3 separate regions of the Zea mays genome follow, and regions 1 and 3 are each linked to region 2. The links are chromatin contacts, called in public Hi-C maps. All regions are on one chromosome and are shown on one strand. Each heading gives the region's core, a stretch centred on a gene start, on an enhancer-like site or on the middle of the called end of the contact. The rest is flanking DNA. Distances are from core to core; before and after follow the strand shown.

The links. A called contact is a pair of places that touch in the nucleus more often than the background predicts.
Region 1: a contact with region 2 is called in a Hi-C map of ear, with 3 times the contacts expected there. The contact joins the promoter of LOC542277 here to the promoter of LOC100191359 in region 2. A contact is called at or near these places in 3 of 25 Hi-C or Micro-C datasets (ear, leaf and tassel).
Region 3: a contact with region 2 is called in a Hi-C map of leaf, with 4 times the contacts expected there. The contact joins the promoter of LOC100280328 here to the promoter of LOC100191359 in region 2. A contact is called at or near these places in 3 of 25 Hi-C or Micro-C datasets (ear, leaf and tassel).

What each region holds. Positions count from the first base shown.
Region 1 is chr7:47,594,511-47,597,908 of Zm-B73-REFERENCE-NAM-5.0, reverse strand. LOC542277 (nucleic acid binding protein 1) reads left to right here and starts at 1,258. Exons shown (of 4, transcript NM_001111877.1): 1 at 1,258-1,845; 2 at 2,828-2,929. The coding sequence starts at 1,381.
Region 2 is chr7:47,949,727-47,953,400 of Zm-B73-REFERENCE-NAM-5.0, reverse strand. LOC100191359 reads left to right here and starts at 1,778. Exons shown (of 3, transcript NM_001136793.2): 1 at 1,778-1,911.
Region 3 is chr7:47,469,365-47,473,047 of Zm-B73-REFERENCE-NAM-5.0, reverse strand. It overlaps LOC100280328, which reads right to left and starts at 2,363. Exons shown (of 11, transcript NR_158545.1): 1 at 2,156-2,363; 2 at 1,563-1,659; 3 at 1,342-1,470; 4 at 958-1,048; 5 at 751-828; 6 at 589-650; 7 at 426-501.

The DNA of each region.
Region 1 (3,398 bases), core at 9-2,508, 350 kb after region 2:
TACATAATATTTTTATGACATACGACCTTTTATTGTCACTAAGGCACTATTTAAAAGCAACCCAGTTTTAAAGTAACCAGTTTTTATCTTTTACCTAGGAGAGACCAGTTTCTTGGTTTTAAAAAAAACGAGAATCTAATTTCTACGAACTGAGTTATAAACTGGTATGTTTAGAGTCACCTCAATTTTTATAAACTAGTTTCTTAAAAGCTGAGTGCTCTAAATTGTCAAACGATGTGACTAAAATAAAGACTAAACTATTTTAGTCTCTAGTAGTCTAGTCTTCAAAGGGTGCTTAAAATGCACTAAATCATATTAATTTCACTTTTTCTATTTCAGTTGCAATAATTACGAGAGAATGTTAAGGGATATTTTGTTTTTCTAATGATTTATTTGGTATGCTCTAAATACTTTTAGTCGCTACAATTAAGCAGGACAGTGACTAAACTTTAGTCATATAACTAAAAACTAAACTTTAGACTAAGGCCCCGTTTGTTTCCTTTCATTTTGAGGAATTGAAATCTTACTAATAGAATAGACTATTTTTTAGGATGTGACATTCCAACACTTTCCAAAGTTATCATATAAGTCTATCTCAAATTCATGAGGTGAGAGTTGGAAATTGATTCTATAGATTTTCATGCTATTTTTTCGATGTACAACTTATAGCATACTCATCTGCTTGCTTGATATAACATAAATATAGTATATAACTATCTCTATCATATGATTTAGGATAATATACAAATATATTACATATATAAATATATGAATTTAATTAGTTTTGTCTAAATTATAATTATAAAAATAGAATTTAATTCTAACGAAATAAAAGGGGGCCTAAAGGAAAAAAAGACTCTAAGGGCTAGTTTGGAAACTACATTTTTCCCAAAGATTTCTATTTTTTCATGGGAAAATAAACTAATTTTCCTTAGTAAAATGAAAATCTCTTGAAAAAAATATGGTCTAAAAACGGCCTGAATACCTTAAATAAAACGGCCTAAAAACAGAGGAGCAGGAAACTGCCACAAATCGAGAAGCGCGTACCTATCAGTTTCGGATATAAACAAAAACGATACGGAAATTAGAAAACGTGCGTCACTAGCATGAATGGAGGAGCACGCGCGCTATTTGGGCACCGATAGCGGCCTAGCCCATATCGTAGGAGGGAACAGCCCGTCTTTTTCAATGGAACGAGGGAAGGCCCCCAGAATATCATGTCGGCCGGGGCCATCTCCACCGTACGTCCACTCCATCCGCACCCAGTCTCGGCGCCTCACCCCCCAAAATCCTCTCGCGGTCGCGGATCGCTCTTCCCTCCCCCTCTTATCTCTTTCTCTTCTCCCATTCCTTCCTTCCACTCCCCCGCCCAGCGCCACCATGGCCTCCTCCGTCGCGGTGTCCCTCCGCGCCCTCGCTGCCGCCCCGCTCCCCAAGTCCAGCCCCGCCACTTCCTGCCCCTTCTTCGTGCTCCTTGCGCCGGCGCTGCCCCGACGCCTGCTCCGCCTCCGCTCCGCACGCCGCCTGCCGCTCGCCCCGCTCGCCGCCTCCGATTCCGCCTTCGAGTCCTCCGTCGGAGTTAACTACGCGGAGCCCGACGACTCGGAGAAGGATAAGGAGGTGGAGTTGTTCGGATCGGGTGACGACGAGGGGGCGGGTGAGTTGGTGGATGACCATTCCGTAGAGGTCTCAGCCGCTGTCGAGGACGAGGTGGAGGAGGAGGTCGGGGAGTACGTTGAGCCGCCCGAGGAGGCCAAGGTCTACGTCGGAAACCTGCCCTACGACGTCGACAGCGAGCGCCTCGCTCAGCTCTTCGACCAGGCCGGCGTCGTCGAGGTCGCAGAGGTGACGTCCCTTCAACAATTGTTTGTGGCTACTGCCTCCCCCTTGTCCTACTCCTTGCCCCGGAACAAATTTGCCTCAACTTAGACCGCACCGCAGCCACTGTAGCGGCATCACACTGTAGTTAGTCCTGCTCTTCTGCATTTTGTTGTGCGGCGAGCGGGAATTGCGCATTTGAAGTTGCAAGGGTGCTGCTGCTGCAATCTACTTGCGTTATTTGTGAACTTATTCCTGCACATGTTGCAATGTGATATTGCTTCATAAGATATGCTTATGTGTTTACAGGTTCTTATCAGAATTACATCTTAACTTAGTTATTGATTAAATCCTTGTTGCACTGGGTTATGCTGCTTTCACCACAAAATTTCATCCTAGGACACTGCACATATATATTTGTTGTTTATAAAGAACCCCCCCCCCCCCCCCCCCTCCCTCTCTTTACCTGTCCATGCTATTGAGGTGGCTTCGTAGCTAGTGTCCGTGAGTTCACTATTTTAGGGTTGTTTGAATGCACTCGAGCTAATAGTTAAGGGGTGTTTGGTTTCTAGGGACTAATTTTTAGTCCCTACATTTTATTCTATTTTAGTCTCTAAATTGGCAAATACAGAAACTGAAATAGTGTTTTAGTTTTCGTATTTGGCAATTTAAGGACTAAAGATTAGTCCCTAGAAACCAAACACCCCCTTAGTTGGCTAAAAATTGGTGGTGAAATCAGCTAGGTAACAAATATCTAGCTAACTATTAGCTAATTTGCTAAAAATAGCTAATAGTTGAACTATTAGTTAGACTTTTTGGATGTTTCGGCTAATTTTAGCAGCTAGCTATTAGCTCTAATGCATTCAAACATGGCCTTAATCATATAGTTAAATGATAGTTCAAGGGTACCATTGTTTGATCTTTTAGGGGTATATGTTTTCGTGTTCCCCCTGGGTTGAAAAAAAGGAGCTTGCTCATTTGTTCTGAAATGGACTTTGTCACTGCGCAGGTCATTTACAACAGAGAAACAGATCAAAGTCGTGGGTTTGGGTTTGTCACTATGAGCACTGTCGAGGAGGCTGAGAAGGCTGTGGAGATGTTCCATCGCTATGTGAGTTTATTGATGACTATCAGCTATTAATTTTTTTGACAGATTTTGGGTATAGTTATGGTTAATATGGCCTGTTTGCTTATGCCATTTGCAACTCATTTTACTATGGTGAGCTTCAAATTTGCACGCTTGCATTATGCATGGATTGCTGCTCTCAGTTTCCATATGAATATGCTTCATGTCATGTGTACTGTTCTCATTCTGAGGGCATGAGCGGTTCTACAAGAGGGCATGGAGTTTTGACTAAGCAAATTCATCCTTAGTCAAAATTCGTGCAATGTGCTAGCTCCTCTTGTAGAACCTACAAGTCATAAGTAGAAAACTCAGCACTTTCCCCAACTTTTTCCAGTCCTCCCACAGCTGCTCTTACAACCAGTGTTGGAAAATATAGTGTTCAATGTTAAGCATAGAAGCTTCAACTTGAGCCAAAACTAAGAATTTTTCCTTAGCTTCCCAGTGGCTTGGAATG
Region 2 (3,674 bases), core at 529-3,028:
CAAGCTTGGGTTCGCCCCCTTGGGGAGGAGTGTGGTGCATTTAGGAAACCTAACGGGCAGCTACAACCCCGAGGAATCTTTGTAAAGGCTACGTAGTGATGCCCTGCTGGGCCACCTAGGCAGTGGTCAATGGGGAGTAGCTCTCTCCGGGCAGAAAGGGAATCACGGCTTGTGGGTAAAGTGCACAACCTTTGCAGAGTGTTTAAAAACTGATATATCAGCCGTGCTCGCGGTTATGAGCGGCCAAGGGAGCTCTAGTGATTAGTGGTACTTGATCAGAGATGTTCGGTTTGCAGGTGGCAATGAGATTGATGGTTCTTGGTTTTGACTCTGGTAATGGTAAGTGGTACTCTTTCCGTTTGGAAAGGAGTATGGTTGGGTTAATAATATGGATTAATTCTAAAACTTGGCTTTCTGTACTAGTAATAATAATCTGACCAACTAAAAGCAACTGCTTGACTTACCCCCACATAAAGCTAGTCCACTACAACCAAACATGATACTTGCCGAGTATGTTGATGTGTACTCACCCTTGCTCTACACACCAACCCCCTCCATCCCCAGGTTGTCAGCATTGCAACCACTGCTCAGGAGAAGATGAAGCCGTGGAAGGAGACTTCCAGGAGTTCCAAGACTACGACGAGTTTTAGGCGTGGGTTAGCGGCAACCACCAGTCGGCTCCCTGTGAAGGCCGCGTTTATCTACGTTTCTTTTCCGCACTTTGATTTATTGTAAAGACTATGTGGATGTCTCAGACATATGATGTAATCGATTATTATTTCCCTTTTTAATACTATTTGAGCACTATGTGATGATGTCCATGTTATGTAACTGTTGTGTACGTGAATTGCTGATCCTGGCACGTACATGGTTCACATTCGGTTTGCCTTCTAAAACCGGGTGTGACAGCGAGCGAGCGCACCCACGTGTGGTGTTCCATCCTCCCCCCTCATCCATGACTTGGAGGGAGAGAGATGCCTCTAGATATAAACTAGTCTCACTAAATTTAGATTAGCAATGTGGTACTACGGTTCCCATACATGGTCTTTTGAGGTTTTTTGGAATTTAATTGAATTTCTCAATTTAGGCCAAGCTCATTAATCTAACAAGGGCTGGAAACGAGACGAGCCAAACTCCGCTCGGCTCGTTGACAGACTGAGCACGGCTTGGGTCGGCTCGTTCACTCAACGAGTTGAAAGATGAGGCTCGACTCGGCTCGCAAGCTCGACCTTAATAAATAATATTGTATTATATAGTGCTTTAATAGTATATAAATGTGAAAAATATAATCATCATTCAACATTATAAATAAAATTATCTATTATCTATCATTATTATATAGTTTGATTAATTTGGTACAACTCGCGAGCCAGAGGGAGCTGGCTCAGTTCGACTCGGTGGACCAGCGAGCTCAAAAACTAGGCTCGACTAACTCGAGGCTCGCAAACCGCTCCGAACCAAGCCGGACCGTCCCAAGCTCGAGCTAGCTCACAAGCTTCGCACTCTTTTTCTAGCCTTAAATCTAACAATATTGGCGAGAAGGTGTTAGGCTCGATGACAATGGCAAGTTCTAAAGTGCGTGCTGAACTGAAGCTCGTGCCGATGAGGTCGACTGAAAGTAGTAGGTTGGTGGGAGTGATGTTTGAGTGTGTTGGTTGGTGGGCCGTTGTAAAAGTATATTCACCTGGATGGGCTGGGCCGAGTGGATACCTGCCTGGGCTGGTTGTGTCTGAGTATGTGCCGTATAAAACAGGTGACTGGGGAACGGGAGAAAAATAATAAAAGTGAAATTCCATTACCTTGCTGTCTCGGTCTGTCGGCCATCGCCGGTTGCGCAGCGGGCAGCGGCTCACGTCGACGGGGAAGACTCCGGAGGCCACGGGCGTTACATTCTCCTGCCGTATTTTTGCGGTAATTGCGCCGCTCTTCCCTTCCCTTTGCTCTGTATTAGGATTCTTGATTTATGTGTGGGTTTCCACCGCGCTACCGCAGTCGATGCCGTACCTCAGATGCAGACGAGGTAGAGCATCACATTAATGAGGTGCTAGGATTATCATAAGCTCTATTCTAGGGTTCTTGATTTGGGCGTGGGTTCTGATTTCACCCCGGGGAAATACTTTGCAAAGATGACGGACACGTGTGGAATTAGTATTGCGTAGCCATCGATACAACGATTTCCTTGCAACTGAAATTGATGAATACTAGTACTAAAAGTGATTGAGGCAGCTCCTAAAATACCGAACTTGTACGCCTTAGAAAGTTACTGAAATTGCAGCTTTGGTTGCTCATCCGAAAAGGGCCTGAACCATATGCATATCAGGTATGGGAAGTTTAGCCTTAACACAAGTCTAATTCTCCCACAAAAGATGGTGATGCAACTACGTAAGACATATATGATCAAATTGATCATGCCATCAAGCTCATCTCCTTCGTCAATCATGAGCATCCAGCAAAGGTAGTGTGCCCTCCATGCATTGTATACTCCTATAGTCTTAGTTTCTTGCATGTTATCGTTAGTAATGTAGTGATTTGTATTAATCAATTTTTGTTGAGGACGGGCTTCTGAAGTCCATGCTGCCTTTTTATGAATGTTTGTATCAATAGGAACATCAGAGTTATGAAGACTTCTCGTATGATGCCTTAGGGACCAGTTTAGAATTGAATCCGTGTATCAGATAATAACATGCCCAATTTATTTTGTCATACGTAGCAATGATATCAAGGGTAGCTTTTTTGTGCATTTGTTTACTCTAGTATGCTAGTTTTGTATTAATTCCTTAGTCGAAAACAAGCTAGCATATTAGGTGCCCTTCCATTCAAAATGAAATATGTACTAATCTACTTACTGGTTGTATTTATTATTTCATAGATTGTGACCACCAGTTCTCGTTGGAGAAGATTGAAAACATTACATATTTGGTATTTGAACTTTTAAGAATGGCACCATTAGTCACTTTCATTAAAACTGTCATTGGTCTTCGATTAGAAAATGTCAAAGCCTGAAGGTTTCATCTTCTGCAGCAACTCCAGCTTGTTCCATTTCTCCTTCGCCAGCGTCTGCCAATGGTTTAGAAGACCAATAGTTTTGCAAGCAACTCGTTTAGGAGATTTCAGTTTTTTTTTGTTGAAAAAATAGATTGTTTCTCGTGTTCCACAGAGCCCAACCCGCTCCATCTATTACGAACCATATGAACATGTTCTTGTTCCCTCCTTCGCTGTTCTAGCAGTTCTCCTGAAATTTTTAATGGATGTTGGGATCTTCGACAAGCCCAAACTATTTCTCACCCAACACCGCCCAAGTCATAACAGCTGTAGGACATCTAAACAAAAGATTGCCCACAGTTTCTTCTTTTCCACAGAATCTGCACCCTTTGGACCCATCCCAATTTCTCCTCAGTTGTTCCACTATTGTACATTATCATCTTTTGCAATGCAAAGATTTTCATCTCTTGCATTTTTGGTTACTTGCTTCTGATTGCTATAGGTTATCAAAAATAAGGCAACACAAGTTATTAAACCATAAGCTTCTCCCTTCAATTAATCCTTTTTCGAAGGTTAATTCAAGAGAGAAGACAAAGGGTGCAAACACATGTTTATTAACAAGGGTGAAATATAAACAACAAAGAGTAAAACATGCTACTCATCTTCGTGTTTCTGCCCTTATAGTTTTTGTT
Region 3 (3,683 bases), core at 1,114-3,613, 480 kb after region 2:
GTTTCGACAAATCTAAAGGCATTTTGCAACAACCAACAAGTCCCTTTTTATTTTGTTCTTGACCAATATAGAGGTCATCTTGTCATCGTTTGCATGTAGGATCGCACTGCCTGCTATTAGTCTACTTCTCCCTCCATTCCAAATTGTAAGTGTCTCAAGATAAATAGCTTTTACTATGTCTCTAGACGTAACATATGCCTTAGGTACATAGCAAGCTATATACCTAGAAAACTCAGATCAACTTAAAATTTGGAGCAGCGAGAGTATTATATAGCATCTGTAGATAACAGTTGGCAATTTATCGGAAAAGTTTACCATCATGCAAAGTACTCATTGTGACAAAAAAACACAGATACTTTAACAATTGAATGCTAAGCTTATGGTGAGAAGTGCTCTACCTAAACGAATATGGAAGCTTGACTTACCTTTAGTCCTACTGCAGCCAAAGTTTCTGTCACCAATTTACCAATGCGGTCCTCGGGTAAGCTTGAATTTTCATATCTAAAGCAAAGGATGGATGTATCAAAGATGAAAGCTGAACAGAAGCAATTACTGAAAAATGACCTTCTGGCAGGCATGTTCCCTTACAAAAGGAATCCAACATTTTCACGAACTGTGAGAGAATCAAAAAGTGCAGCACTTTGAAAGACCTGTATCACAACACCACATCAGAATGCTCAGGCACAAGAAGCTACAAGGAAATCATGCCATTTCTTAGTACAGATGCAACAAAGCACAAAGAATATGTACCAAACCAATGCGGAGACCCTCTATATCCTCATCGCTAACTAAACCATGCCTTTTCTTTCCACAAATGATTACATCACCCTGCTTGTTATTGCAGAGACAGATAAAGGAAAAAGAGCACATTAAACTTCCAGTTTACCAAGTTGTAATGAAAATGATTAAATGAATGATGCACTGTTGTAACATGGGCAAACTAAGAAGATGGACAACCTTGTCCGGAGCAAGCAGCCCAGCCATAACCTTCAATATAGTTGATTTTCCCGTCCCTGAAGGTCCAATTATCCCAACTGCTTCACCATGTCTAATCTACACAAAAGTATAACATTATTTTGAATCATAACTACAACAAACCAAACCTACTGAGTCATGAAAACATCAAAATATAACAGTGAACAGAATGCGTAGTGACTACAATGTGGTGACTGGTGAGTAAAAGAATAGAACTAAATAAAATTCAAATTACAAATCCTGTGCAATTGGGGATTGAGAATTACATGATTCATGCCATTTTATTGCTGCTAATGCCAATCACTGGTTCCGATTCTAGTCACAAAAAACATATATACCAATGAAAGTGGAAAGAGAAAAGCTGACCTTGAAACTAACACCTCTTAATACTTGTTTCTCTCCAAATGACTTATGGACATCTCTACATTCTATGAGTACATCACGGTCATCATCAATCTGTCTGTTCAAATCCCAGCTCCTAGATAAGCTTGAACTCTAGAGCACATGCCCACGGGTAAAGTCAAATTTCATTATATGGCATTTCAACAAAATACTGAAAAAGTATCAACGAAATTGCAAGTGAACACCTCATGGAGATTGTCAACGTTGCCCAAACCAGGACTCCTTGCAGCCAAAACAGGACCAGGACCTGTCTGACACCTTCTCATTGTCATGTCTCCTATCCTGCTTAAACAAGAAGAGATGCAAAGAATTATCACTGCAACATCACTTTACAGAACTACATAGAGGACAAATAATTCACCAAAACACATGGTGCTCATCAAGATAATCATTGATACAAAGAGGTTAAAGGATAAAGCATTCGATTCTTTTAGTGCAAGCAATCGGCCAGGCTACGATGCTATTTAATGATTCATCCACTGGATTGTTTAATTTCGGACAGATACAAATCCATCTACCTATTTCCAGGACACGGACCCTTCTGATACTGTTAAGCAAGAGGAGCAAATAGTTGGTCAGGCAGTTTATTTTTCCAAATTGAAACTACATGTTGCATTTGATACAACAGCAACAATCGTTTCTAGTACACGGGCAGCTGAAAATCAACCAAAATTAACCACGGCTGGATCGACCAACACACCAAAATGTTTCACGGTGCGGTGCCAGAAAATAGATGTGGCAACAGGGAAAGAACAGTCTCTGAGAAAGAAAGTTTTGCCTGAACGAGAGCGAGGAGCGCGCGGTTGGGTCGCCGGACGAGTGGAAAAGAAGTCCTCCATCGGCGGGGAGGTGCGGGTGGCGGAGAGCGGCGGGGATGGACGGCGACGCCATGGTCGTGCTCGGGCGGCGCCGCGTGGTGGGTGCGGGGAAAAGTGGTGCACGACGGTGTGGATGGAATCCGCTTCCTCCCGTCTCTCTCTCCCGCGAGATAATTGCCATTATGGACGAAGAGAGGAGGGGATTCGACGAAATGGAGGCGTTGGCGTTGGCTTCTCTGTTCTGGAGACGCAGGCGATAGCCAAACTCTAAAACGGAAAGGAGACAGCGCTTGGAACTGCGTTAACAGGTATTAGTTTCCTCTCTCTGTTTACCGTTCGCCTACGCAGACACCGTCTGGCGCACTCGTCTGTACACCGTCTCTTCTCCTCGCCATCACTCTGGCACACCCGAACTCTCGCTGTGGAGAAGAAGGAGCAGAGCGCCCTGGTTCCTTTAACTTCACGCGCGATCCTTCTTCCTTCTTCCCTGCCGCGCCCTGGTCTTCATCTCTCCAGCGCGCTCTGCTCCTTCTTCTCCACAGCGTCGTGGCTCCCAGCTTCTCCCTGGCTCGCCGCTCGCCCAGCTCCTTCCTAGCTTCTCTAGCTGCGCCCCTCAGCTCTCCTCTCTGGTCTCCAACGCCCAGCGCCGCGCCTGCTCCAGCCATGGTTGCCGCGCTCCCAGCTCAGAATTCCCCTGTCGTGCAGCTCGCGGTGCCCTAGATCTCCGGCCACCGTGCCTGCTCCCTTGAGCTCGCCCCTGGTTCGGCTCTGCGCCTCCCTGCTGGCCGCAGCATCTGAGTCCCCTGGCCATCGCATCTTCCTCTCTGTGCCAGCCGAGCCCAGCTCCCTCCTTGGCTCCTTGGTTCTCCTTGCCGGCGTCCTGTCTTTTCCCCAACCTCGCCGGGCTTCTCCTTCCTCTATTCGCCAGTCGAATCTCCAGCACCGCGCTCGGCTCCTTGCTCCGTCCATGGCCGTGTCCTGCGCGCGTCTGACCCCAACTCGAAGCTCTCTGCCACGGCCATGGCCAAGGTCCCTTTCCTGCACGTGCTCCCGACAGCAGGTCGACCCCGAGAGCAGCCGCAAGAAGAGACGGTGTAGAGACGAGTGCGCCAGACGGCGTCTGCGCAGGCGAACGGTAAACGGAGAGAGGAAACTAATACCTGTTAACGCAGCTTCAAGCGCTGTCTCCTTTCCGTTTTGGAGTTTGGCTGTCGCCTGCGTCTCCAGAACAGAGAAGCCAACGCCAACGCCTCCATTTCGTCGAATCCCCTCCTCTCTTCGTCCATAATGGCAATTATCTCCTCTCCCGCGGGGGTGGGGGAGCTGAGTAGCTGACGCAAAATTAACAGTCTTGTGGGGTTATGACATGTGGGGTCAGGAGTTGCTGCCGGTCTCTCAGATCGGACCATCGAAGCCGTTCGTTTAGAATCGGAGGGCCAAAGTGCGCCTTCGTATCCGCCTTCCAGCGCGTGTTCGGGGATGCCAGGA